Regions from separate parts of the Mus musculus genome. Here region 1 is linked to region 2. Evidence: chromatin contacts called from public Hi-C data. All regions are on one chromosome and are shown on one strand. The core of a region is the stretch at or near the end of the contact, and the rest is flanking DNA. Distances in the headings are between cores, read along the strand shown.

Region 1 (3,354 bases), core at 725-3,224, 120 kb after region 2:
AGTTAGGTCCTCACTAAAGGACAGACCCAAGGGGCTGCCCAGCCTTACATGTCCAGCCTCCAACATTATATGTTAAGTAAGCTCACTTTCTTTAAAAATACCTTGCATCAGGTATTTTATTATCATAACTGCAAACGAAATCAGGCAGGTATGGTAGTGCCCGCCTGTATACTCAGCTCTCGGGAGGCAGAGGCTGGTGGAACAGGAGAGTGAAGGCCATCCTTAGCTGTATGTGAGGTCGAGGCCAGCCTGGACTATGTAAGATATGAGACCCTATCCAGAGAGGGGGGGGAGAGGGGGAGGGAAGAGGGGGGAGAGGGGAGAGAGGGGGGAGAGGAGAGATGGGGAGAGGAGAGAGAGGGGGGAAGAGAAAGAGAAGGAGAGGGGGAGGGAGAGAGGGGGAGAGGGGAGAGAGGAAGGAGAGAGGGGAGAGATGGGGAGAGAGGAGAGAGAGAAGGGAGAGGAGAGAGGAGAGGAGGGGATAGAATAGTGCATATTTAGTCTTAGCATTGAGGAGGCAGAGGCAGGTAGATCTCAGCTTGGTCTACATAGCAAGTTCCTGGCTAGTTAAGGCTACACAGTAAGACCCTGTCTCAGAAGAAACGGAGCAAGCAAATAAACAACAACAAAAAGACCAATACGGGGGGCTCTCGCATAATGTCTATTCTAGATTTTAATACCAATATAGCTAAATTCTGAACTGTCCTGTAGAATTTGAATAACTATAATGCCATCTAAAGTCTCTAGTCGCTGACATTCATTTTCTGATAGCTATTTGCTGAAAAGTCTTGCCTTTGCCTCATGGTTAGCCTGTGGGTCGCCTTGTTAGCTTGATACTGCACGATATGTGGAGTCAGGGCTGGCCCCAGCTTGACGTAGGCTCCTCTGTTGCTGCCAACTTCATAGTAGTTGGAGGCAGAAAAGATGGTTAACACCTGAGTCAAAACAGAAGAGACACAGCATGGAACGTATGCATACTGACGAATCTCCATCCTCAACCCCACGGGCCAAGCCCACATCGGGCTGCTTCTCACACTCATCATGGGCCTCCCTCCCTCCCTCTCTCCCTCTCTCCCTCCCTCCCTCCCAGTCAGTTTCTTCTTCAGTTGTTCTCCACCATGTTTGTTGAGGCAGGATCTCACCAGTTCATCTAGTCTGACTGGCCAGTGAGCTCCAGGGGTCAGCCTATCTCTACCTCCCCAGCCGCTGAGATTACAGATGGACAACGCCTTGAACCCAGCTTTTTATGTGGGTGCTAGGAAGCTGCACTCAGATTTATGTGGCAAGTGCTTTCCCGACAGAGCCGTCCTCTCAGACTTTCCGATCTTTTACTTTTGACTTTTAGGATCCTTTGTTTTATTTATTTATTTATTTATTTATTTATTTATTTATTTATTTTGAGACAGGGTTTCTCTGTGTAGCCCTGGCTGTCCTGGAACTCACTGTGAAGGCCAGGATAGCTTTGAGCTCACAGAGATTTGTCTGCCTCTGCCTCTGCCTCCTGAGCGTTGGTTTTAAAGGTGTCACCACAGGAAGCTTTTTGTGACTTTTTAAAACAAAATTTGATGGCAGCCACTGATTCCCAAGAGCCTGAGAACAAGGGACAGACAAAACCCTTTTGATTGATGGATATAGGAAGTTAGTGATTACCCAGCCAAATCTTCCCTCTCTTAGTCACATGGTGGTTGCTTGTCTAAACATCCCTACAAGGCACTGGGTTTTACATTGTCCAGGCAGATAGTCAGGATCTGTGTGTATCTGGACATCTCCAAATGTAACAATGTTTGACTTAGTCGATGACAAAGGGTGGGGCTCTGTGTTCCCAGAATCCTCTTTCTGTGGGAGAACAGTGGGTTGGCAGTCAATTAATAGAAGAACCATTTGGCTGAGTTTGTGTTTCCTGGTTGCAAGGCTGAAAACGCTTCCTGTTCTGTGCTCTCTGTAAGTCTTCAGGAAGAGACATCAGCGCAGCACCTCCCAGTGCCTCGCGAGCAGAAAGTCTCACAGAGCATCTCTGAGGTACAAAGGCATAGAAAACCCTACTCTGGGGCCTGGACAGACAGCCCAGCAGTTACTGTGGCTCCAGTTCTGAGGAACCTGACACTCACTTCTGGCCTCTGTGGGCCCTGTACAAACACACACACACACACACACACACACACACACACACACACACACACGCACTCACGCACACATGCACACAGGCACGCATGCACACACGCACTCCCACACTTATAAAGTACCCAGCTGCCTCAGGCAAGTGGGTAGCAAACCCCAGGCACCTCCCAGGAGCCTTTTGGAATCACTCCTGTGACACAGATACAGAGACAGCTGCAGCGGCTCAACCCACCTTGCGGTTGTGACAGAACTCATAGCCCTCGGGTTTGCACTCATGCGAACGGATCAGGAGTTGCAGCTTGTATTTTTCCATCAACCGTTCTGTCACGTCAGGCCCAAAGTAACAGCCTCCTCCTCGGACAGCGTTGGCCTTGCAGCCCTCCTGAGCCGCGGGATCACTCCACAGAATATCTACAACCTAGGAAGAAGAGGAGGTTCACAGCCACTCCGCCATTCCCAAGAACACCAGGAGGGTGGGTGGAAGAAGCAGGTGAGGAGGAGAAAGTGGAGGAGGGAGGAAGAGACAGGAAAAATAAGACAAAGTGAAAAATGCCTACGTAATCAATATTTGACCCATGTTTATATTTTGAAGTCTTTGTTTATCTTTGTTGTTATTTCTAAATGTGTATGGGTGTTTTGCCTGAATGTCTGCTTGTGTGCCGTGTACACGCAGAGGGGTGTGGGGTTTCATGGGACTGGAATTACAGATGATTGTGAGAGGCATATAGGTGCTGGGACTCAAACCCAGGATCCTATGAAAGAGCAACCAATGCCCTTAGCCACGGGGTCACCTCTCCAGCCACTGTGTTTATATTTTGGGTGCTTAAGGCTGAATTTTAAAAGATTTGCCACATCCTTTTATTGTTTGTTTGGTTGCAGTTTTGTTTGGTTGAGTTTTTGTTTGTTTGTTTTGAGACAGAGTCTTTCTAAGCAACCCAGGCTGTCCTTGGTCTCACCGCGACCCTCCTACCTCAGACTCCCAGTGCTGCAGATTTCTTGCTTGCTTGTTTGTTTTGAGGCAGGGTCTTGTGTAGCCCAGGCTGAGAATGACTCTGAACAATCGATCCTCCTGCCGCCGCTTCCCAAGGATGGGGAACAGAGGCATGCAGCTTACAAATGTTCTATTTCACAAGTGAGTGTGTGCGCCTATTGGCTGGCAAGCACATATGTGGTCTCTTGGTGAATTTTACATGAAAGGGCAGCATGGAATAGAGGTAGTGTTGCTCAGGCAACAGC
Region 2 (3,095 bases), core at 578-3,077:
AGAGTGAATGACAGGGCTGGGGAGGATGGCTCAGTAGGTAAGGCGCCTGCCTGGCTGGCAAGTGTGATGATGTGAGTTCAGATCCCCAGGACCCACAGAAACCTTGGCGCCTGCTCCAGCAGCCCCAGGCCTGGGGTAGAAGTGGTGGAAGGAGAGGTGAAGGAAGAGAAAGAGGAGGAGGAGGAGGAGAGATGTCTAAGCTTCCAAATAGCTCAGGGTTCTATTCCTAGCACCTACAACAGTAGCCCCAAAACATGTGTAATTCCAGTTTCAAGAGATCCACTGGCCTCTTTTGGCCTCTGAGGGCACCAAGCACGAATGCAGTACACAGACAGAAGTGCACAGTAAACACCCATACACATAAAAGTAAAATTAAAATTAGGAAATAAGCAGAGCCGGGCAGTGGTGGCGCACACCTTTAATCCCAGCACTTGGAAGGCAGAGCAAGGCGGATCTCTGAGTTCAAGGGCCAGCCTGGTCTACAGAGTGAGTTCCAGGGCAGCCAGGGCTACACAGAGAAACCCTTTCTCAAAAAACAACCAACCAAACAAACAAACAAACAAAGAAATCAGTAGAAAGCAACAGGTTAAAAGATAACCTAAGTCTACCTTTAGCATGTGTAAACACCCACGCTAATACGTACACACAGACCACACACACAAATAAAGACTTAACAAAAGCCCAGTAACTAAGTATAACTTTTTATTGGAGAAAAATGTAATAAAAGACAGACACAATGATACAGACTCTGATCCCAGAAGAAACAACACATTGACACAGGTTAGATCAAAGAAAGCCATTAGGAAACCGACGAATGAGAAGCCTTTCCTAGCTTCTTTATAAAGATTCATTAGTGTTAGGATTCATTATAAACTAAGGTTTAATGAACCAAGTTTTTAAAACGGAAGATTGGGCCTTAGTCCTGCCAAACATCCGTTAAATCCGAATTTGTTCGGAGCACAACTGAGTTGAGTGAAGGAAGATCTGGGATCCTACACTAAATGCTGAATCTTGAAAATAAAAATGTAAACATTCTAATTTAACGAATTAGCTAATTGAATTTTACTGCGACTACTGGCTGCTTTCCAGCAAGTGTATGAGTGAGATACAAATTTACTTCATAGTAAATTCGAATGTATACGCAAGCCAAGCCTCATTTACTGAGGGGTCAGGACTGCCACAGTTTCCCTGAAAGGAAGAAAGCATCCCTTTCTACTTCAAACCAAAACACTAAAGGCCCTGGAACCCTTGGGAAGGCCGTGAAGACTGTTTCCCGTGCCTTGTCCCTTGGCTGAGTCTTGAGGAATCAGCTATCTACCTGTTATAGACAGTTTTTATCAATTTGACCCAAATTTAGCCATACCCTGCAAAAGAGAAACTCAATTTTAAAATTACTGGCCTGTGAGCATGTCTGTGGGACATTTGCTTAATTGCTAATCCCCGTAGAAGAGCCCAGACCACCAGAGACAGTAACATCTTTGGGCAGGTGGGCTTGGGTTATATAAGAAAGGTATGAACTGAGCAAGCCAGAGGGGAAAGACCAGTACACAGGTTTGTATTTCAGTTCCGGCCTCCAGGTTCTCCTGCCTTGGCTTCCCTCAGAAGTCAAGGTGCTGATTACAGCAATGGAAAAGCAAGCTAGAACACTAGCTATCTCCCTCTCTGGACTTGGTTGAGAAATTTTACGACAGCCCTTAGCAACACGGCTGGCAAATGACTTTTACATGACAGGAATAAAAAGCCAGTCTTCACAAAGTCCAGTAACGGTCAACAAGAGACACTCCTCGCAAGCCGAAGATGAACCTGGCGTGTACAGCAGATGACCAACAGTGACGTCATTCACAGCTGCTCTGGTTCAAGTCTAGCAGCCAGAGCCCAGCACTGTGATTGCTGAGTCTTGCCTTCTGGTCCACATTTAGAGGGGAAACAGTGCCTCCCAGAGGCCAACATGAAAGAGCAGCAGTCAACGTAAGACAAATGGCAGGAGAGGGAACAGACATCTGCCAGAATGGAATCACTTAATATTATGGTCCAGGTTATGCCCTCCATGGGGATGGTCTCCCATCCTAGTACTAACTAAGCCGGAGCCTGCCTAGCTTCCAAGATCATATGTGATTGGGCATGCTCGGGTGGACACAAGCACAGACTGTGGGAATCATTTCTACAAAGTTGAAGCGTGTCGTTTCATTTTTATTTAAAATGTGAAGGTTCCTTTTTACTGTTCACTCTTTCTTTTGTCAGTGTCATCTGTCCCATGGGCTTCCAACCTATTAGTCACAATGTACTGCAGTTCTGTCACCTCACCCTGGATTCGAACTTGAGGAAAAAACAAATCAGCTCTGATGACCTCTGGCTTCAGTTTTAAGCTAAAAGTAGCTGAGGTAGTCTGTATGGGAAAGTAAAAGCAAAGCTGTATTGAACATCTCAGCATATGCTGGCCTTGGGCTAAGTGTGATGCACAGCCTGCTACTTCTCTTTTAAGACAGCTTATATGAATGACAGCTCAAAAGAGCTGGTCTGGGCTAAGCTTTAGGCCACTGGAAAACCCAACTTGAGAGACCAAGAGGGCAGGAAGTCAGTCTCAATCTCTCCTTGTTCCCAAGGGTTCTGGCATGGTCACTTAGCTCTGAGACACTATAGAGACAACTGAGGAAATTCTCTGTCTAGGTGGATCCCTGATCCTACTGGTTAGTTCTCCCATTTCACAAAGATGATAGTTTAGCTGGGAAAGTAAGTGAAGTGAAGATGGTCATTGGAAGCAGCCAATAACTAGAGGCTGAAGTGGAAAAGCAAGGGGGTGGGGAACAGGGTGCAGGCCAGATGGAGAAATCCCCCATCAAACCTTGGTCCTTGTGCTCTGTCACCTGTCACAGTTACTTACTGCCCTTCTTCAATCATTTCCTTCTCCATGAAAAGGGCTGAGGGCTACAGACACAGCTCACTGGTATAGTAATTGCCTGGGATGTGGGAAGCACATGTTTGATCCTCAGTTCCCAGAAAACAACATGTCAAAGATGAAGCCAGACATAGTGGCTCATAATTATCATTCCAGCACTTAGGAAGCTGACACATGAGGATTATCACAATCTTAAGGC

Evidence for each region. A called contact is a pair of places that touch in the nucleus more often than the background predicts.
Region 1: a contact with region 2 is called in a Hi-C map of the N1E-115 cell line, with 6 times the contacts expected there. The contact joins two enhancer-like sites. A contact is called at or near these places in 11 of 484 Hi-C or Micro-C datasets (the G1E-ER4 cell line, the HL-1 cell line, the N1E-115 cell line and 3 more), 5 of 115 datasets of contacts at active chromatin or transcription factors (embryonic stem cells and pancreatic cancer cells) and 2 of 9 other capture datasets (embryonic stem cells and pancreatic islet).

The regions. Positions count from the first base shown.
Region 1 is chr5:92,233,382-92,236,735 of GRCm38.p6, forward strand. It overlaps Ppef2 (protein phosphatase, EF hand calcium-binding domain 2), which reads right to left. Exons shown (of 17, transcript NM_011148.4): 12 at 2,351-2,536; 13 at 793-935. Among named protein-coding and RNA genes, the nearest start is that of Gm42112, 18 kb to the left of the region's middle. Within about 2 kb of position 1,975, at least 34 of the 459 cell types and tissues checked have an H3K27ac peak or open chromatin away from gene starts, as enhancers often do. A contact at or near this core is called in the N1E-115 cell line, where this site is marked.
Region 2 is chr5:92,116,149-92,119,243 of GRCm38.p6, forward strand. It overlaps a transcript of G3bp2 not described here. Among named protein-coding and RNA genes, the nearest start is that of Uso1, 20 kb to the right of the region's middle. Within about 2 kb of position 1,828, at least 76 of the 459 cell types and tissues checked have an H3K27ac peak or open chromatin away from gene starts, as enhancers often do. A contact at or near this core is called in the N1E-115 cell line, where this site is marked.